Regions from separate parts of the Anas platyrhynchos genome. Here region 2 is linked to region 1. Evidence: chromatin contacts called from public Hi-C data. All regions are on one chromosome and are shown on one strand. Each heading gives the region's core, a stretch centred on a gene start, on an enhancer-like site or on the middle of the called end of the contact. The rest is flanking DNA. Distances are from core to core; before and after follow the strand shown. Region 1 holds the start of SNIP1 (Smad nuclear interacting protein 1). Region 2 holds the start of C24H1orf122 (chromosome 24 C1orf122 homolog).

What was found. A called contact is a pair of places that touch in the nucleus more often than the background predicts.
Region 2: a Hi-C map of liver shows a contact between it and region 1, with 1.9 times the contacts expected there. The contact joins the promoter of C24H1orf122 here to the promoter of SNIP1 in region 1. A contact is called at or near these places in 3 of 8 Hi-C or Micro-C datasets (liver, skeletal muscle and subcutaneous adipose tissue).

The regions. Positions count from the first base shown.
Region 1 is chr24:2,954,936-2,957,971 of IASCAAS_PekinDuck_T2T, forward strand. It overlaps SNIP1 (Smad nuclear interacting protein 1), which reads right to left and starts at 1,584. Exons shown (of 4, transcript XM_027444059.3): 1 at 1,136-1,584; 2 at 950-1,046; 3 at 9-598. The coding sequence starts at 1,584. DNALI1 (dynein axonemal light intermediate chain 1) reads left to right here and starts at 1,523. Exons shown (of 6, transcript XM_027444060.3): 1 at 1,523-1,663; 2 at 1,753-1,892; 3 at 1,986-2,155; 4 at 2,950-3,036. The coding sequence starts at 1,583.
Region 2 is chr24:3,168,785-3,171,820 of IASCAAS_PekinDuck_T2T, forward strand. It overlaps C24H1orf122 (chromosome 24 C1orf122 homolog), which reads left to right and starts at 1,539. Exons shown (of 3, transcript XM_072027546.1): 1 at 1,539-1,664; 2 at 1,780-1,923; 3 at 2,031-2,564. The coding sequence starts at 1,584. The coding sequence ends at 2,099. It overlaps YRDC (yrdC N6-threonylcarbamoyltransferase domain containing), which reads right to left and starts at 1,536. Exons shown (of 5, transcript XM_072027544.1): 1 at 1,365-1,536; 2 at 988-1,183; 3 at 719-833. The coding sequence starts at 1,521.

The DNA of each region.
Region 1 (3,036 bases), core at 334-2,833:
ATACTCACCGGTACTGGAACACAGCGTGCTGCTTTGAGCAGGAGGGGTGGTCGATGGGGATATCTGCAATCCTGCGGTGCCTGCCCAGCAGGTAAGCGCTCTGCCTGTGGATGTACATGACCGGGAGGAACTCGTCGTTTTTAAAAGGGTAGAGGCGCCACCGCTTCTTTGGGATCCGAGCCTCAGGGGGCTCACTGTACTTGATCACAACCCCTCGGAAGGTGTTGGTGTCCTCCAGAAGGGCCCCAGACAGTTCAAAGCTCGGTTTTTCTTTCTTTACCGCAGCTTTGTCTTTTGGTTTGTTATCAGACTGCCCGAGTTCTGGATTCTGGTCAACGCTGCTCCCTTCGTTGTTTTGCCGGTGCTCTCGCCTTCTCTCGTTATAAAACTCTCTCTCTGCTTGCTGCTCACGTATGTTCTGAGCATCCCTCTCTCGCTCGTGGCCTCGACCTCCAGGCCTTTCACTGGGATTTTTCCTTCTGTCTGCGTGATCTCTGTGCCTATCTCTGTCACCACTTCTGTCTCGCCTGTGCTCCTGCTCTGATGGGTATTTCTGCTTTCGCTCCTCATTTCCTCTACGAGGATGTTCGTCTCGCTCCTGTAGGGAAGGAGCACTTAGGGTGAGGTATTAGAATTAGATCAAAGACGCAGAAAATTTACTTTGGCAAAAGTGACCAAGGCTGGACTCACAAGCAGGCAGGAACACTGAACTACTTACAGCAACACTCGAAGCGTGGAGCAGTGAGACGTTACCCTATGAGAATCTTTTTATTCTCGAGGCATTTTTACAAGGATTTGAGGAAGAAAACTGCCGGACCTGAAGCCAGTTTCCGGACCTCCCCCAGCCGAGCCTCTCGGAAGCCGCAGGAGGAGCCCGGCGGGCCGAACCAAGCCGCGGACAGCGCCCAGCACCGTGCCCGCCCGTTAATCCGTTAACGCCTCCATTTACCTGCTTCACCTTCACCGTGCCGTGGTGCGGGCTGCGGCTCCGCCTGCCGCGCGGGGACCTGCTCCGGCGGCCGGTCCGGCTCCGCCGCTTGGGCGACCTTTAAGGCAAGGAGAGGAGGAGCCGTGAGAGGCAGGAACCGGGCCGGGCACAGCGCCGGGCCCGCAGCCACCGGCCGGGCCTGCCTACCTGCTGCTGCCCCCGCGGCCTCCCCGCCGCTCGTCGGTCGGCGGCGACTGGCTGCCCCCCCGCGCCGAGCGGGACGCGGAGCGCCGCGGGCTGCGCTTTTCGGCCTTCACCGTCACCTCCCCGCCGCGCCGCCGCTGCTCGGCCCGGTGCTGCCGCTCCGGCCGCCGCCGCTGCTCCGCCGCCTCCTCCATGGCGCCGCCGCCGGCCGCCACCGCCGGAAGTGAGCTCCGCTTCCGGCCCTGCCCCGGAGGACTTCCGCCGGGGCGTCCGGTAGCTCCGCACGGCGCATGCGCCTTAGGGAGACGCACGGGGCGGGGTCTCCATAGCAACAACGCAGCCTCCAGGGCGGTGGCGCTGTCTCCATAGCAACAGCGCCGCTCCCCCGTAGCAACAGCGCCGTTTCCATAGCAACAAGGGCGCCGCCGCCACAGCGAGAAGGGCGCCGCCATGATCCCGCCGCCGGACTCGCTGCTGCGCTACGAGCCGCCGATGCTGGTCAGCCGCCGCAGCGAGAAGCGCTCCCCGGAGGTGAGCGGGGCCCGGGGGCGCGGCTGAGGCCTGAGGGAGCTGCCCGAGGCCCGGCCCGGCCCCACAGCGCTCTGTGTCCCCCCGCACAGGCCCGCCCGCTGAAGGGGACCCCGCAGACGCCGCCGCAGCCCGGCCCCGTCCCGCAGCCCCGGCCCCGTCCCGCCGCTTCCGCGGCCGCCGCCGAGGGCAGGCAGCCCCAGGAGCTGCTGAACGCCATCCTGCCGCCGCGGTGAGACCGGGGGGGGAGCCGCCGAGATGGCCCCGGTGGGCCTCCCGGCGGTCCCCATCCATCCCCCGCCTTCCCGCTGCTTTTTGGGTGCAGGGAGTGGGAGGAGGACAAGCAGCTGTGGGTGCAGCAGGTGTCCAGCGTGCCCAGCACCCGCCTGGACGTCGTGCAGCTCCAGGAGCAGCTGGACCTGAGGCTGCAGCAGCGGCAGGCGCGGGAGACCGGCATCTGCCCCGTGCGCAGGGAGCTCTACTCGCAGTGCTTCGGTCAGTACTGGTGGGCACAACAACACCGCTCCTCTCCTTCTGCCTCAGTCCCTGTCTGCCCCACTGCTGCTCTTGCCAGGTTTCACACAGCCTTGAACCCCGCAAGAGGGGATACCAGGCCGTGGTTGCCTTTCCCTGCCCCCCAGCAGTGCTCTGCAGCTGACTGTGTGACTCTTACACTCCCAGCCCATGCTGGGAGCTGTTATAGATGTAGCATTTTAAGTGTCCCATTATTCACAAAGCTGCCACAAAAATGACTTGTTTTAACACTAATCTTATGTATATGTAAAAGATGCAAAGAGTCTTAATATTGCTTTAGTTGTTTATAACCCCACTTGTTAATTTAAACTAACCTAAAACAAAGCTTTACTCTTTAATACTCTAATATCCTCTGCAAAACTCCTGAATACTTTTACTTCTCTGATGACCTGGAACTGATCTTCCAAATGCCGGATGAGCAGAATTCTTCTGGAGGCTCTTGCCTCTTCTGACAATTGCATAAAATCATTACAAGTATTAAGGGTTTTGCTATTATGATTTCCCTGGGACAGAAACACGTGTTACCAGAGTTTCTATACACCACACTGCTTCATGTCAATGGATTTATTTGCTTGCACTTCGTGCTGTAGCTGTAAAGTAACAAAATCAAAATTAGGACCGTCTCCCATAAACCAATGTTGCTCTTGTGGTGCAAATAATAAGTAAAAAACAAGAATTTCTGGACCCTGTGCATCTCCAGCATTCCCAGATAAATGCCAGGTAGTTACTCAGTAATTTGTACCTTTTCTTTAAAGATGAATTGATCCGTGAAATTACAATTAACTGTGCGGAGCGAGGACTACTGCTGCTTCGAGTCAGGGATGAAATCCAAATGACAATTG
Region 2 (3,036 bases), core at 289-2,788, 210 kb after region 1:
ATAAAGCAAACACAAGCATGTAATTATTACTTTTAAGCTCTGCCTTCCACACTTTTCAGGGTGGAGATCACAGCCAGACAGCTGCCCCACACCACAAGTCTGCAGGTTGACTGTCACTTAAAAAAAATAAAAGGAAATAACTGAGAAATCCTTGTTTTAGTGTTATGACTGACTTCCAATCATGAGCGCCCAGGGCTCTGGCAGCCTAGCAGAAGAATCCCACTTAGTAGCAAAAAGTGCCTTACCGAAACCGTCAGCGTGCTCGCCTGACTGCTGATGTTAGCACTTGTTAAAGCCAGGGGTCCAGAGCAAGCTCGTGCCAGCTCTCTAATAAAAGGGTGGTTTGGAATGCGAACGCCAACCAGCTACGAGGAAGAAGAGAGCACGGTTTTACATGCAGTCACCACAGACCATTTTTAATCTTGCCTTGCCTAAAGCCTTTGAACTACAGTTGACAGCACAGAGAATTAATATTCCAGCACCTGCTGCACCGGCAGTAATAACAGACGTGACTTCATGACGTAGCAAGTAACGCTAGGTTGTGCCACGCTCAGGTAAGCCACAGGGAACACAGCAACACAAGAATAAGTGTCAAAAAATGCCAATCGCTGCTAAGCATACCCAAAACGTGTAAGAATGAAAGCTCCTATGACAGAACCATAAAAACAGCATGCTGCCCACCAAAGACACGGAGGTGCATCCCACGGCAGAGACCTACCGAGGTGAAGGGATTCAAGTCCTTGTTGAGTTCTTCCGATCGCTTCAGGACCAGAGTTACAGGTCCGGGGAGCAGGTCCCGTAACAGCTCATCCGGCACGTTCACATGGCAGTACCTACGGAGGGAGAATCGGGCTATGAAGGACAGGTGAGAGGCAGCTGCAAGAGCCCTTCCCCATCAGCTTCACGCCCTGCAGGCCAATAAGAGGGGAGCTGCCTCTCTCTGCCCCAGGCTACCCAGGCAGCCCCGGCCCCTGGTGGGCAGCTCACCGGTAGATGTGCTCCACGTCCCCGAGGCAGATGGCCAGCGGCTTCCTCCCGTTGCGTCCCTTCAGGCCGTAGATGCTCCGCACGGCGCGGGAGTCCTGTGCCAGGCAGGCCACGCCGTACACCGTGTCTGTGGGCACCGCCACCAGCCCGCCAGCCTGCAGGGCACCGGCGGCGGCCGCCAGCACCTCCGCCCAGCCTGGAGACAGCGACGGGGGCTCAGCAGGAACCGGCCTCGCCCCCTCAGGGCCCCCTCAGGGCCCCCTCAGGGCCCCCTCAGGGCCCCCTCAGGGCCCCCTCAGGGCCCCCTCAGCCTCCCCCCTCCCCTCAGCCCAGGCCCGGCCGCGGCCTCAGCCTCTCCCCGTGATCCCCCCACGCACCTCGGGGGCTCGTCGGGGCGGCGGCGGCGGCACCGGGGAGCACCAGGGGGCTGCTGCAGGCGCGGCCCAGCCCCGGTCCAGGTCCAGGTCCCGGTCCCGGTGCCGGTCCCGGTGCCCCCTCCCCGCCCCTTCCCACCCCAGCCAGCGCCCTCAGCATCCGAGCAGCCTCTTCCGCTTCCGCCCGGAAGCAGCCGCGGCGTATTTCCGGCCGCCGTTGCCATGGCAACGCAAGCAGCAGTGAGGCCTGCGGGAGGCTCCGCTATGGAGGCGGCCGGGGGTAGCGAGCCGGAGCCGCGCCTGGTCGGTGCTGCCGGCCTGAGGGAGGGACGGAGCGGGACGGACCGGGACGCACCGGGTCCTGCCCGGCTCGCCCTGCCCCGCCCCGCCGTGACCCGCTGTTCTCCGCCGCCCGCAGGTGGAGCGGCTGCGGGGGCTGCGGAGCCTGCTGGAGGCCCGGCAGCGGCACCTCCGCACCCGCATCGCGGCCTGCGAGGAGCTGGCGGTGGAGCTGCAGGGGCTGAGAGCCGCCCTGGGCGCCGCCCGCCGCTCGCCGCCCGCTGTAAGCGCGGAGAACGGGGCCGCCTCTCCTCCCCCCACCCCCCCAGAGCCCCGTAGCCGGCTGTGCTGTGCTCAGTGGTGTTTTTCTTTTCCTTTCTCGCTCCCCAGGAACCCGCCCCGGGCGGCAGGAGGGCTCTGCCTGCGGAGGAGGAGGAGAAAGAGGAGGCCGACCCCTGAAATGCCTTGAAGGGACTGCGCTCCGCCTGCTCGGGGGGATTTCTCCGAGAGTTTGTCTTCGTACAGGGTCTGGGATGTGAGCACAGCTGTGCAAGCACAACTAAGAGGGACTAAGCGTTCAGCTAAAGGCTCCAAAGCTTTTTACATAACGCCAGGAATAAATTATAATAATAATACAACTCTATTATGAAGTCAGGGAATGTAGCTTATTCCCCCAGTTGTGGCCTTGGAATTTGCTTTCTTGTCTTGCACTGATATCATATCTTGCTCGATTTGCACTTAAAGCAAGATTGGGGGTTGTTATCAGATGCCCTGCCTAAGAAGAGGCTGGCTGCTGCTCATGTGGAGGCCATAGATCTAAACAGATTGTGCTAGTTTGTCTCAAGTGTTGACTCTTTCCCTGAGTCCACTGTTAACAGGATCAGGAACAGTTAATGACTAACTCGATGTTAAAAGCATGAAAGCTGTGAATTGTTCTGTGGGCAGTGACCCCGATATCTCTGATAAGGGGGCTCCTGAAGTAAAAGATGCGTGAGCTGAGGTGCACGAACCAGCCACAGGTTGCAGCGTTCATAGGTCTGCAGCTGCCTTTCACCTGCATTTTTTGCACAGGAATGTTTTGCTGCCCTGAAGCCTGATTCATGCAGTCTGTGTTCCTTGTAGCTGGTAACATCCTCTGAGTTCCCACTGTATTTATTGCAAAGTGCCTAACGACTAACACCTTCCACTCAAGGATGCTAAAGCTGCCATCTGGACCAGAGGAGGCTCGTTTTTTCTCATCTGTACATCTTCAAATGGTTTGTGTTGTATTTATGTTTGCCATAAATTATAAACCCTGCCTCGAGCACAGCTGCTGATTGCAGGAAAGGGGCTACACAGGAGCTCGCTGTTAGCAGAAATGAGCAATTTGTAGATTCACAACAGCTGCTCTAACTCT